Linked DNA regions of Mus musculus: region 1 is linked to region 2. Evidence: chromatin contacts called from public HiChIP or PLAC-seq data. All regions are on one chromosome and are shown on one strand. The core of a region is the stretch at or near the end of the contact, and the rest is flanking DNA. Distances in the headings are between cores, read along the strand shown. Region 1 holds the start of 4632427E13Rik (RIKEN cDNA 4632427E13 gene). Region 2 has its middle 30 kb from the start of Pcf11.

Region 1 (7,606 bases), core at 1,508-4,007, 43 kb after region 2:
CAAAATAGTATGTTTCCAGTAAAGGCCACTTAGTACATACAAGGAACATGCTATTTACTTACAGTATTGCAACTGTAATTGAAGTACTCTAAGATATTACCCACAATAAGCTTTGTATTACCACTTTAGAAGGCAAAAATCCTTCCCCAATTATTTCCTTATACTTACAAGCATGGTTTTGCATTTTTTTGTTGTTGTTTGTTTGTTTTTTGTATAATTGTGTTGATTGCCCAAACTCTGAGCAAACTAAAACCCATTGGACTGCACCCTTTATGTAGGTGAAGGGCATATGTGAATTTCATTTCAATAAAGCTGCGTATAAAAAAAGAGATACAACTCAGGATTACAGTTTATAACAAGACCATATACACACACACAGCATCATCAAAAATTCTTAAAGACTATGAATGTATACCTACTTACATAAATGGTTACAGTTGAGCATCTCTGCATACCTAAATTTCTGGAAATGGCTATATTCATTAACACATATAGTTTATCAGCATATATCCTTGCAAAGACATGTTTTCTAGTGCCCTTTAATTATCCGAGCCTGCTAAAATCTGAGAAATAAGATGGTAAGATAAAGCTTGCTTTTCTAGATGGCCATTAATTAATATAAATCTGATGTCATTTAGATTTCAAATTTTGAGAGACAGTTGTTCCATTTACCTTAAGCCATGCAGGAAATCCAGCAGCAAAAATCTACGTGAAAGAACGCCTAAACTACGAAAAATTTTAGTTTTTTTATTATCCAAAATGAAGTAAAGATTTGCTCCGAGGGGGACAAAAACCCCTAAAAACTCCCCAAACCATATTTGGCAAATCTAATGGTGTGCCTATCTGTGCCAACTTGAAGAAATGGGGAGTATGGTATTTACCATAATCAAAGAGGAGGTCTTAAAGATACTTTTTTTTTTTTCTGGTAAAATGTTTTCCCTTAACTTTCTAAATATGGAATTTTTTTCCTGTGAAAGTTGAGACTTAATTTTTAGTCTTTCTAAAGACACTGATATTTTTTCCATGCATTTATGGTTGACTACCCACTATAGAGAAGGCTAAAATACTTCAAAGTACTCAATCACGTACAAATTATAGAAGCCATTACATTATATCACCCCCATTTTCCACACTATTTTCACCCATCCTGTTATTTTCTTTCAATAAATCAGTCTTCCACATAACTCAAACGAAGGTTACTGCTCATATAAACAAAGATTCATTAGCTTGAACCATTTCTACATTTCCATCAAAGGACAGAAAGAAAATGGTAGCTATTGGTTCCTTCTGGTACTTACCAACATTACAAGCAGAAGAGCGTAGTATTTCTGAGGCTTCACGTTGCTGAATCCACAAGAATGGCATCTGCCACTTCTGTGGCTGCTTCTCACACCACAAGCCAATCTTTGAAAAAACGTCCTTTTTAAGTACCATCATCTCCATATATCTTTGAAGGTTCCTGTTGTGTTTTGGAAATTTAAAAAGCAGCCTGCCTAGCTTTTTGAAAGGAAGACCTACTGGAACTTTATTAATTTCTAACAGAGGCACCGTATATATTTTCACTGATGCAAACAGACCAGTGCTAGGGATACAATCCAGGGTCTTGACTGTGCTGTGGGAATCCTCACCACCGAGCTAGCCATCTCCTTCGAAAAGCTCAGGAGGGGAAAAATAAAACACTCAAATTACGCATATCAGCATTTTTAACTTTTCAGAGACCCTCAGTAGGTCTTTTGGCATCTTTCTATAGTGAACTTCAGAACCTGAAAAACAAACACACAGTACTGTTTGAGTTACTGGAGAAAAGGTGTTGAGATGCTGAGCAAATAGGCTCAAAAGTTCTTTAAGTATTCTGAATGTATTTTCATCGGTAAGGGTACCAAGTGGTTAAGGGAAGGGGATGATGTGTTAACTAACGTTATCTGCACGAAGATGTCACAACAAAACACATTATTTTGCACAATATAGGTAACAAAAGAAAAGGGAAGTTTTCCACAGTTATCAACTTCGAATATACGCAGTATTTTAGCACAGTTCATTTAGCGTTAGTCGAGAAAGACTGCTCACTTGCAGTCCCTTTTCAATGTCGTTTACGTTCGCTGGTGGGGTAAGAAAGGTTAGGTGCTAACTTCTTTTGGTAGATCCTTCCTTTGTCAGTTTCAGGGCCAAGCTCCACAACCCTTCGCGATCACATTATCTAGCAAAGGATTTCTTTGAGGCCCTTTGCAATTCACGACCGAACGAAAATTCAGTGGTGGGAGCAGGGGTCTGACACCTGAGGAAATGATCATGAGGGATTAAGAAAAATGACAAGGCAAAAAATAAATAAATAAAAATAACCTAGGTTTAGCTCCACTCACAGGGTGCACGCGAGCTTTTCGTCTTACAGGCGCGAGGCCCGTCGTCCCGAGTCCCCACACCACAACAAAGACACATTTTGCCCAGAGAGTCTCCCCAGGAAGTCTAAGGGTTTCTCCACGCTCAGTAAAGCGACTCCCTGTGTCCCGGGGTGGCGAGGCCTTGTGCAACCCCAGCGGGTTGCGGTTCACTCCGACTCGCGATGGCATTTCTGGCTCGACAGCCCTGAAGGTCCCCAGTGTAGCCTCCGTTCAGTCCTAGCCGGTGCGCGAGGCTATCAAGTTCTACATCCTAGCCTCACCATTCTCACCATGCCACCTTTCGGCTCCACGAGCCCCTCGAAACCTCGGCTCGCCGCAGCTCCAGGGCTCCAACATGGCGGCCGGTCCAGTTCTTCTCTGGGCGCTCTGACCAGAGCATCCTGGGTATTGTAGTTCCAGCTGTAGCCTCTACGTCGCTCCCGGACTTCAAAGGACTACAGATCCCAGAGTGCACAGCTCTGGAGCATGGCTATTGGGGCCGCTCGGACAGAGGGATGATGTCATTGCAAAACCCTACTGCATTCATTGTGCTACGGTCTATCCACCCCCCGCCCCCCCGCTGCTGCTGCTGGGCTCGCTATTGCCGCTCGCTCCAGCTGAGCCCTGAGTAGCAGCAGGACCAGGGCAGGGACTGACTCCAGTCCTTGGACTTAGGACACCGCAGCACCTTCTCTTGCGTGCGTGACTCATTCGTATATCATTTCTTTTTATGCCTGGGGTGGGGAGAAAAATCCCAAACCAGGTGAGTTGAAGTGATTTATTCAAATCGTTTTCCCAAGTTATCCCTCCCGCTTAGTTCTCAAGGCTTTCTTTTGAGAAGATGGGGCCGGGAATGGGGGTATGGATTCGGGAGGTTCTCACCGGCGCTGCTAAGAGCTAAATAGCTCTGTGCAATTTGGGTCACTGCAAAGAACAACTCCTGCAACCTGCCCCCGCCAGAGGACTGGTGCCTGCCAATTTCCTTGCTTCAACTCCCTTTAACCTTTTTAAGGCTAGGAGAGGGGGCTGGGCTGGGAAGGATGTTGGGAAGTGCACTTGGAAAACACGAGGAGGGCAAAGGTGGGGGACTGCAGTCCTGTCATTCCACGACCCCAGTGCTGAGGTTTGAGTGGGAAAGGGTGATGTGTGGGGAGAAATGGAGACAGTAATTTAATGTGGCCGTACTTCTTGAGAACATTTGTGTCGCTTGGACTAGCACACACTATTTTTAAGATGAGCAGGTTTCTCTTGAGTCGCTTAAGTTTCGTAGGGCTTTATTTTATGTTTGTATGTTTGTGTCGTTTGTCTCGCCTTTTCCTGCTGATTTGAGGTGACAGTGTCCTTTAATGGTGCACTCCGTGCCAGTCAGAAATATTTCACGTGTCTAGGGAAGGATCTCTTCGGCTGCTAGAAGCTGCATTTTTGTTAAGCGTTTTCATTTTTTTGTGTTCTCCCGACTGCGGGATTCGGGATGGTTTGGAAGTAGAATTTGTGCTTGTGTGAGTGTTTTAAATTACATCGCGATAGGCTCTTGCCACTGACAATGGTACTGTAACAAGCTGCCGTTTCTGAGGCTTAGTCTCCACTCAGAAATAACGGTTTGCAGACGGAATCGATTAGGAACCTGGGTGCTTTCTTGTTCTTTTTCTTTTTAACACTTTAGGGGAAGGAAAAGTTGAATGTTGTGTCACCCCGTTACTGGACTTTAATGAAAGGTATCCAAGGACAGAGAACCTGACCTGGGAAACTAGGGAGCGTGGTAGTGTGCTGTTTGTTTGAATTTTGTTTTCCAACGAACTGACACGTTTAATAAGGCAGGCAACATTCTGACTTGTATGATGCTGGCTCTCCTCTTAAGAGTTACAGGGATGAACGCTGCAATAAATATGTTCCTTTGAGATAAACAGCTGGCTGGCTCCGGAACAGATGGGGCCAGTCTTAGCTGAGAGATATACAACCTTGGAAATGAATGGACTTTGGGTCAACCACACCCCCTTTAGGAATGTCAAAAGAAGGAGAACCGCCAGAGTATTTGCTTAACTCCAAAAGGCTAAAGCTTTTTTCACAGCCTCTGCCAGCTTTAGAGGAAAAGTCATTTACTGTCTGTCTTTCGCTTCTGGGAACCAATTTTATTCATTTTTAATTGAGATGCTCAGGTCTCCAAAGTTGGAGCTGCTGGGTGACACTTTGTTAAATGCTTCATGTTACCGAATGCAAAGGACAGCTTTGTAAGTGGAGGGATTTATTGGGAGCGCAGCGGGTAGTGGTTAGATTTGGGGGAAAACCAGCACGCTGTATTTGCTTCTTCCTACAGCTCTGTAATAGCACTCTGCCCTTCTCTTCTGTGCCCTTCTTTCTTTCCCTACCCAATTCTCATCTCTTCAGATTCCGTTTCCCCTCCCCCTAGTCTATTTGTAGTAAATACTGCCCTTTCTCTTTGAGGATTTCCCCTGTGGCAGGAGAGTATCACATCTCTTTTTCTAAGTCACTTTCCAGTCTCTGCACACCGCCCTCCACACCTTCATCCTGCCGTCCTGGAAGGAACCCTGGAGTTAGAGGATGTAGGCTATGTGTGAATCTTTACTCAGAGTCCTCTTTGAAGAGGTACTGGTATTTTTACCCCCCCCCCCCCTTGGAATCTGTGCTTGGTAGGGTGACACCAGCGAGCCCCCACCCAGGGCTGGGATTGTGCTTTCCATGGCAGACATAACCTGGGCCCGGGAGCATGTGGACAATGACATGCAGGCCTGGGACTCTTCCTTTCCATGGCACTGCTCAGTCCCATGGTTCAGCCAAAATGCTTTACACAAAATGCTCTTGTCATTCCCAAAGTAGTCTTGAGTAGCTTCTGCTTCATGTAGTATTTGTGTTTCTTCCCTGTTCCAGGGAGTGGTGGGAAAACAGTGGATCCCCTGAACCTGATGCTGAGTAACAGCAGTACAGGCAGGCAAACTGCGTTTTATTTTGAAGGTAGTTAGAATCCTTGCCATTTTGTCTTCTCTGTGGAAGAAAGAAGTTTGTTGTTCTATGCTGCTCTCCCCAAGACATGGGTGTGGTGGCAGCTATATCTTCTTTTTTCTTAACCAGGAATTTAAAGGCCATTGTCCATTTGAAGTCTGCCTGGGTGACCGGTGGTGAGACTTCTTTTGTACTACCTTGCTGTACTAATCCCTCTTTCCTGCAATACTCCCTTGCTTCCTGGGGGTGGGGGTGGTTCAGTGGGAGGAGGAATGAGATGAAGATTAGATGTCACTGCTGTCCTTATGACTTTCAAGAGCTGCAAGTTTCTTTCTGCCTCAGTTTGTCTATCTACAAAGGGACACTCGGGGTGTCTACAAAGGGACACCAACCTTTGCTTCTTGGTTTCCTTGGCTTTTTGCTACAATCCTCCATGGTAAAGCCTGAAACTTACTCCAACAGCAAATATGTCAGTTGAGCAGGTATTGTGTGATAAGCTCTGTGGTGCATCAAGGAAGAGAAATGTTCCCCCTGCATTGAGGTATTCCAAGTGTCTTGCATGCTTCTTCCCGGGGGTTTGCAAGATGGGATGAAAGTGCCCAATATGACTGTTCCCTTTTCTGGTGTAACCAGGGAAGGTTTCCTTTAGGAAGTGGCATTTGAAGGGACTTGAGTGGTCAGAGTTGCTTTGAGTACGGCAATTAGGGTTTGTAGGCAGAAGGAACTGCACATTTGGAGTACCGAGAGGAGTGGTGAGGAGGAGACGGAGCTGGAAGAGGTATGAGAGGCTGGAGCCTGGGCTATTTTGAATGACAAGGTGATTTAGGTCTTTGTCCTCAGGTAATGGCAACTTAGGAAGTACTTTAATTAGCTAGATGAATATCACATGTGGAATTACATTTAAAAACACCCCATGGTTAGGGAGATGGCTCTAGGGTAAACTTGCCATATAAGCCTCAGGACTTGAGTTCAGTCCCTAGAACCCATGGTGGAAGGAGAAGACTGACTTCTAAGAGTTGTCCTCTGACTTCCATATATGTGCTGATGTGTAGGACACACACACACACACACACACACACACCAATAATAAATGACAGATATTTTTAAAAGCTAGAGAAAAAATTGTGAGGAGTGTTTGGCCAAGTAGCATATCGTTTCTGGAGTCATGACCACAGGTGATGACGCTGGACTCAGCGGAGACTGGATAGACACTAGGTTTGAAAATTATAATTGTGTAAATGTATTATTGATTGATTAGATGTGAGACTAGGAAGAAAAAGTAGAATATGGCTTGTGGTTTTTTTTGTTTGTTTGTTTGTTTTTGTTTTTCTTTTTAAGCAATCCAGATGACTTTTACAGAGAAAGAGAAAGCTGATTGGGCACCTGAGTTTGTTCAAGAAGAGGTGGGTAGGGCTCTGGATTCTGTTGAATTTGAGGCTTCTGGAACAATCTAAGATCTTTGTTTTATTCTTCCCATGGTTGTATGGGATGTGGCATGGTAGTCTAAGGAAGAGAGATGTGATGAGGCTAGGATAGGGTACTACTTATTTATTGATGTATAATATTGGGAATGGCATATTCATATTCAAGGTTTAGTTTTCTCATCTATACAATGGGTTTATCCCACAACAGTATACCCAGATGTAGGTGCATCGTGCTATGAATGCGACCTCTCATGAAATAGTGTTTGCTTTCAAGAAATTTCTCTGAAGGGGGAAAGACACATGAACAAATGGAGGGGTGAATCGCAATCCTAGGATATCACAACCCCTCAGGAGGCATTCATTCTTGGAGGGTGGGAATTTAACGATGTGGCCCCTAGCCTTCAGCTCTAGAATTGAAGGCAAGGAACAGCCCTAGGGAGGAGTTCCCAGGCCTTGCACAAATTAGGGACTTTGCATGTTTATTAACTACTAAGGATTCTCTCTCTCTCTCTCTCTCTCTCTCTCTCTCTCTCTCTCTCTCTCTCTTTCTTTCAGATTTATTCATTTATTATGTACATAGTGTGCTGCCTGCATATATGCCTGCACACCAGAAGAGAGTGTCAGATCTCATTATAGATGGTTGTGAGCCACCATGTAGTTGCTGGGAATTGCACTCAGGATCCCTGGAAGAGCAGTCAGTGCTCTCAACCTCTGAACAATCTCTCCAGTCCCTCTAAGGAAACTTTCTAAATAAAGAAAATTTTCAATGTATTGAAAGCTGCAGCTTGTAATAATGAAATGTCAAATGTAAATGGCTGCTAGCAGTTCATTTTCTGAGACTTATAT
Region 2 (6,728 bases), core at 1,234-3,733:
AGACAGAGCCTTAAAAGGCATAATTCTGGTAAATGACAACCTCCTTGTCCAAGTTAGTGCTGGGGGTGAGACCTTGTGACTGAAGTTGCCAAAACAAACACAGACACTCAGTTGAATTTGAATTTCATATAAACAACAAAAAAGCTTTGGATCAGTCAGCAGCAGTGGTATGTGAAGAAACTGCTGCCCTGGGCAACTGCTTGTAGTGGCCTAAGGAATTCTATTCAGTGACCTCTAGTCACTTGAAGCCAGGATCCATGTTCACATGCGCTCACTCGCTCTCTCTCGCCCTCCCTCTCTCTCTCTCTCCCTCTCCCTCTCTCTCTCTCTCTCTCATTTATTGTTATTATCATCATTATTACTATTCATTTGTTTTAGCTTTTTCAAGGTAGGATTTCCCTGTGTAGCCCTGGCTGTCCTGGAACTCACTGTGTAGTCCAATCTGATGTTTGAACTCAGAGATCTGTCTGCCTCTGCCTTCAGAGTGCTGGGATTAAAAATGTGTGTCACCACTGCCCAGTATATTTATTATTATTATTATTATTATTATTATTATTATTATTATTATTAGTGTGTGTGCCTATGTGCCCAAGGAGGTTAGAAGCATCAGATCCCTGCAGCAATCATGAACTACCCAATGTGGGTGCTGGGTATTAAACTTGGGTTCCCTGAAAGAATAGTACCAGCTTGTAATCACTTAAAATCTCTTAAGCCCCAGGCCAGGGTTCTTCTCTGCCATGGAAAAGAACTTCAGGATAGGCCAGGTACAGTTGAAGTTTACAGAGAGGAGATTTTTAAATATCTACTTAAGCATGAAGAGTATTAGAAAGAGGGAGGAAAGCATAAGACGGAGTCCAGGTTTCATGTGGGCTTCTCAAAAACAGCCATGACTATCTTAGCATTCGTCACATACACAAGTTTGGTGGCCTTCAAGTTACATATGAAAGAGAAAAGAAACTTTCTTCTCTTTTTCCCCATCTTATAACAATGGATTATGGGATGACTTTAGTAGTGCCTTAGTCAGGATTTCAATATGAAAAGGTAAAAAGACAGGCGTTGTGAGAATGCTGAGACATGGCTTTTCCTATGATGGGACTTCCTGTGAGACTCCTTAGAAAATTACAGGTCTACAGCTGGGGAAAGAGATGAGGGATGACTAGGCCTCCATTGCTACTTCAAATTATCATTAAAATCAGCTCTACATAAAAAGAATATCATCCCTGTATAGGCGAAGTTCACAGAAAATTTTAATTGTGCTGGACTTCTTTTTTAAAAAAGAAACATTATTTATTTGTGTGTGTGCGCACAAACACATGAATTCCCACATGTGTTACACGTGATTTCAGATCCCATGAAGCTGGAGTTACAATTAGTTGTCATCTGTCTGATGTGGTTCTGAGAACTATACTCGGGTCCTCTGTAAAGAGCAGTAAGTAATCTTACCTGCAGAGCCACCTCTCCATGCTGGTGATCCTTGGTGAGTCCAAGTAGACTCAAGGGTGGGGACTCCCTTCTCTTCTCACACCCCTTTAATGTTCCCTGTCTTTCTGTCTTGTCTCATTGTGCATATAACCCACATCTGCTGTTGGGATGCGTTCCCCGTACTCATGAGACAGAAACAAAGAGGATCTTTGCTAATTCAAGAAATTCACGATGAATTTCAGGTCAGCCAGGGCCACTAGCAAGTTCTTGTCCCAAACAAAACAAAACAAAACAAAACAAAACAGACAAACAAACAAACAAACCGTCCCACAAACAGAGAAAAACAAGAGATCAAAATGTTCTATGGGACCAAAGAGCTGCTGTTTCTCTGATATATTCAAATATGACTTTGCCCTCTATATGGGAGATTGTTGAAGTCTCTCAAGCTATTATAGTTGTACTAGAGATTGCTGAAATTTGGGAGGTGAAGACAGAAGGAAATGTCAACTTCCTAAGGAAGAGAAGCTACCAATAAAGTAAGAAGAAACATGATATAAAAGAGTTTATCAACTTGTTTTGTTTTTCCAGACATGGTCTCACCAAGTCCTGATTGGCCAGGCTAGCCTCAAACTCATAGAGATCTGCTGGGGCGCTGGGATCTGTTTTGAGTGTTACAGTACCTGGCCCCAACTGGACACTTTGGGGATATTCTGCCAGAAACTTAGAATGAGTCTGAAAGTAATTCCTCTAAGCCAACCATCAAACAAAGATGGTGTGGGAAGAGAGGCTAGAGAAGTGGAATGGAGGAGCATTCCACTGTGGGAAATGAGCAGGCACTAAGAACAGACTCTCTGGTGAACGTGTCACCTCTCACATGGCTGTATGTTTGCTTCACAAAGTAATTTCCACCAAGTTGAGAGCTTCCCTCCTGGAAGGAGGAAGAAGGCCCACAGGACTCACAAAGCTCCAATGACTCAGGAAGCTCCGAGGGTTACAGGTCTCATAAGGCTCCTCCCCTGTGGCTATATATTAGTGGCAAACAATTGCTGGGAGCACTGACTCTTAAGTCAGCTGACCTGTATGCAGCACCGGAGCTTTGTCACTCATCCAGGGGAGGAGCTTTTCAGTGGTGTGGATCTCTGAGTCACCATGGTCCTGTAAGGAAACCCAGTAAACTCACCGGGTCACCGAGCTAGACTTAGTCTCTTCTCATTGGGTGAATAGACACATGACAAGTGGTGAGACGGGCTACCTTCCACAGCCTGAAATATGCTCCAGTAATCTGTGGGCTGGAATTCCAGGCTCTCTAACAATTCAAAATGCAGAAACAGATACCACCATTTTTGGGGGATGGGTGGAGGTAGGGATTTAATCTCCTAAATATAATAGGCCTGTATAATATATTGTGATAGTTAACACACCATATAAGTTAGAATGTTCTTCATCAAGTGGGTGAAATCTAGCACATTAGTGCCTGTTCAGGTGTAGGTTATTTTGGCAAATATTGTTTCTATTTGGGCCTAATGTGTGTGGCAGTGTGTAGTGTACCCAAGGCATTGGAAGCCAGCAGCTTGCTGAGGACTGGGCCAACATTCTGCAAGGCCCTGGAGGTGTTTGTTCTGCCATCTTAATAATGTGGTCTAAGACAACATAACCTGTCAGATAAGTCAGAGAGACACTGCCCACAGGCAGCTATGTACAACCTTGACTTTAACTCCAGCAAGCAACACTACAGGCATTACTCAGCCACAGAGAATAAGTCCAAGGTGAACCTCTGGACCATTCAGAACATCACCCAGCTCGTGAAGGTTCTTAGGGAGTATTCCTAGTGGCTATAGAGAGGCAACTACCACTGCTGTTAAGGTAAGCTGGTCTTTCAGCAGCATCAATAGCACAGTCACCCTGTACAGCTTTTTACAGCTCCTTGGCCACTTACTGAACCACAGTGACCTCAAGTACCAAGAGATTCTTAAGAAGAACGAAGAGACCCTATAGAACAAGGCCATCACTCCCTACAAGGAGCACAATGGTAGGGTATGGACCTGACCTCAGCCGACCATTGGCTGAGTTTTAATGAGAGGCTAGTTGTCACAGGACACCCAGGGCTCTCAGTTACCACAGACTGCTTAGCACTTCAGGGCACCTTAGCACATTGTGGCATTACTAATTGATCTTGTCAGATTCTTGAAAGTCTATTGAAGGCTATTTCTTTTCCATCTAGATCCTTTTATGTGAGAACCAAGATTGCTTTCTTACAGGATGTCTTATGGACGATGACAACTCAACAACATACCTGATGCTACATCCAGCTGCCTATCAGCGGTGGCAGGCAGGCTGAGTGCAGCCCATGTTGCTCTGTGAACTGATACCTGCCCATTCCTTGGGGGTGTATGTTTCCATTTTTACAGGGATTCAGAACTTCACTTTTCACCAAACACTAACTCATCTTTCTCTTGAGATTACAAAAATGAACTAAATTGAGGATGCAGGGTGTGGGGGGCAGGAGGAAAAGAAAATGGGGAAGCGGAAAAGGAGAAGGCATTTCTGGGTTAATGACTCTATTTAGCTTCAAGAAGCATCTATAGTTCAAAGGAAGTAGCAATCAATGGAAGACCACACATTAATTAAATAACAGGGGGTTGGGGCAAGCCTTGAGTCACTCCAACGTTCTTTCTGGATACCCCAGAGCTGCTGTGAGCAGCTCTCTTGAAACAAGCCAATTATATACTTGAGATAAGGAAGACTCATGGTATCTTCTGGGAAAAAATGCTGAACAGGATTGTTTTTCTCCAGATCTCTTTCCTTCAAGTTCTTAAATTCCTTATTAGAAGGAGTTCTTCTGCTAGAAAAGGTACAAGTGAGTTTGGGGGACCAGGATGAAAAACATTCCTTGCTGGTAGACCTTGGACTGTTGTGGAGAACTTCCTCCTGTCATCTTCCCTTCCAGCTGCAGGTCAGCAGCCTGGTATTGGACATGTTTGGTGCTGAGGTGTTGGGGCCCCGACGGCCCACTTGATAGGAATCCTGGTCCCTTACCTTAGAGCCCTTTTTCCAGTGCGGGACTATTACAGGGCCAGGAACTAAAGGGCCCACTATTGTTTTTTAAAGCATGCCAACAATTTATAAAGGGTAGTAATTCATACTATATCTCTCACTGTTAAAAAAAAAAAAAGAATGTTGGGAATTATTATATTTCAGATGGGGAACCCAAATCTCAAACATGATAAATCACTAGATCAAGTTTACATTACCTAAAAGTGTTCAGATCAGGACTTGGGGCTTATGTTTTTCTAATCCTAAATTATTCCTTCTCTGATTCAATACTGTTTGCCTTTTAAACAACTTGTTGTAAACATACCAAAAAAATCTGTTTTGGGAATCATTTGGGACCCCTTGGACATAAGAAATTATTGTCAAGGGGTATGACCCCTATGCCTTGCCATCTTTTTCTGGTCATAAAAACTATGCACTAAACATATACATCATTGTGACAAATAATTTATACTAACCATCTAATCATCACTATGATCATATGTACATGAGTATGTGTCAATACATAGTTTTGTGTGTGTGTGTGTGTGTGTTTGTGCGTGCGCGCGTGCGCATGTTTGTGTGACTTGCTCAGTCTCATATGCCAGTAATCTATTAGATTAGAATGTTAGCATTCTGAAGGCTGGAGGGTTAGCTCATCAGTTAAGAACACTGGCCGTTCTTGCAGAGGACCCAGTCTGGATTCCTAGAATGCACAAGATAGCTCACAACTGTCTGAAAATCTGATTCTAAAAGAACGGGAGCCCCTTTCTGGCTTTTTCAGGCACCAAGCATATACATGGTGAACAGACATCTATGCAGGCAAAACATGATATATAAATATAGTCCAACTCAACCCCTAACTCTTCAGTTTCCTCCTTGTATGTGATTTGCCTTTGCTTGCAGGATTCACAAAATGACAGCATGCTTTCACTTAAAACAAATTTATTAATTACTGGCATACAACGGTTAGGTTCCATTGCAGTATATTTCAAGTAAAATTTGGTTTTTGTTGTTTCTCCTTCTTCTTTCTCCTCATTCCCTCATTAAAACAACAGTATTATGATTCTCTAACAACTCCGACATTTGGGATTTGTTTTACTGTTGACCAAGAACAAACATTTGCAAATTAACCTTTCTCTTAAAGGTACCTATTTTTTTTTATTATTATGTGTACGAGTGTTTTGGGTAAATGTATATTTGTGTACTATCTGCATGCCTGGTACACTCAGAGGCCAGAAAAGGATGTTGAATCCCTTGGAACTAGAGTTAGCTGGTGTGTGGGTGGGTGCTGGGAATCAAACCCAGGTCCTTGGGAAGAAAAGCCAGTGCTCTTTACTGCTGGGCCATCTCTTCTGCCCCTTAAAATTAACTTCTAAATTCATTCTATTCTGCTTTTTGTTTGTTTGTTTGTTTTTTGTTTTTTGAGACAGGGTCTCTCTGTGTTGCCCTAGCTGACCTGGAACTCACTCGGTAGACCAGGCTGGCCTCGAACTCAGAAATCCACCTGCCTCTGCCTCCCAGGTGCTGGGATTAAAGGCACGTGCCACTACTGCCCGGCTTCTATTTCTGCTTAAGGTCAAAACATGACTGTTGAAAGTAACATACTTTCCAAAGCTTAGTTGTGAATTCTTTCAGGCTTTCAACATGTTCTTTTATACAGCAACTATGAGACTGCTCATCCAAGACAGAGTTTGTGACTACTTTTCATAAGCAGTCTACCACCATTCTCAATTAGGTGCAAATGACCTGGTTTTTGTACTTTGAAATTTCCAGGGGTGACGGCTCAAGCAAAGCTCAGAGGTGTTGTTTTGTTCTGTTTTCTTGTTTCCTCACCTTCAGTATGGCAGGCCCTGAGACTATGTTCAGGAAGCTTTCAGATGAAGAAGGAAGTAGCAAGGGAACCAGGGAGCCAGGACAGGCATGGGAGTCAGGGCAGGCATGGGAGCAAGGGAGCCAGGGCAGGCATAGGAGCCAGGGAGCCAGGGCAGGCATGGGAGCCAGGGCAGGCATGGAGCCAGGGAGCCAGGGCAGGCATGGGAGCCAGGGAGCCAGGGCAGGCATGGGAGCTGCCACTGCTCCTGACTGGGAAGATCCAGAGCAGGATCCCTGTGTGCTCATCCTCTCTATTCAGGTGATTAACAAATATCTACTGAGGACATTCATTGACTACTTAGCTGTGTGAGGCTCTGGTCATGCTCTTCAAACAGATAGAAGTAGATAGACAATAAGCCATTCTTACTCCATCTCCACACCCACAATGCCTGTGAGGCATA

The links. HiChIP or PLAC-seq counts read pairs in DNA pulled down with a chosen protein or histone mark.
Region 1: a contact with region 2 is called in a CTCF HiChIP or PLAC-seq map of the NIH/3T3 cell line, with 28 read pairs. The contact joins the promoter of 4632427E13Rik here to the enhancer-like site in region 2. A contact is called at or near these places in 5 of 39 promoter capture datasets (the C10 cell line, liver, macrophages and 2 more), 1 of 15 datasets of contacts at CTCF or cohesin (the NIH/3T3 cell line), 2 of 484 Hi-C or Micro-C datasets (bone marrow-derived macrophages and nephron progenitors), 7 of 115 datasets of contacts at active chromatin or transcription factors (embryonic fibroblasts, embryonic stem cells, intestinal crypt epithelium and 2 more) and 3 of 9 other capture datasets (adipose tissue, liver and pancreatic islet).

Annotation. Positions count from the first base shown.
Region 1 is chr7:92,738,702-92,746,307 of GRCm38.p6, forward strand. 4632427E13Rik (RIKEN cDNA 4632427E13 gene) reads right to left here and starts at 2,758. Exons shown (of 2, transcript NR_015510.1): 1 at 2,361-2,758; 2 at 2,005-2,275. It overlaps Rab30 (RAB30, member RAS oncogene family), which reads left to right and starts at 3,013. Exons shown (of 5, transcript NM_029494.2): 1 at 3,013-3,141.
Region 2 is chr7:92,696,443-92,703,170 of GRCm38.p6, forward strand. It overlaps the pseudogene Gm2551. Among named protein-coding and RNA genes, the nearest start is that of Pcf11, 30 kb to the left of the region's middle. Within about 2 kb of position 2,484, at least 43 of the 459 cell types and tissues checked have an H3K27ac peak or open chromatin away from gene starts, as enhancers often do. A contact at or near this core is called in the NIH/3T3 cell line, bone marrow-derived macrophages and intestinal villus epithelium, where this site is marked.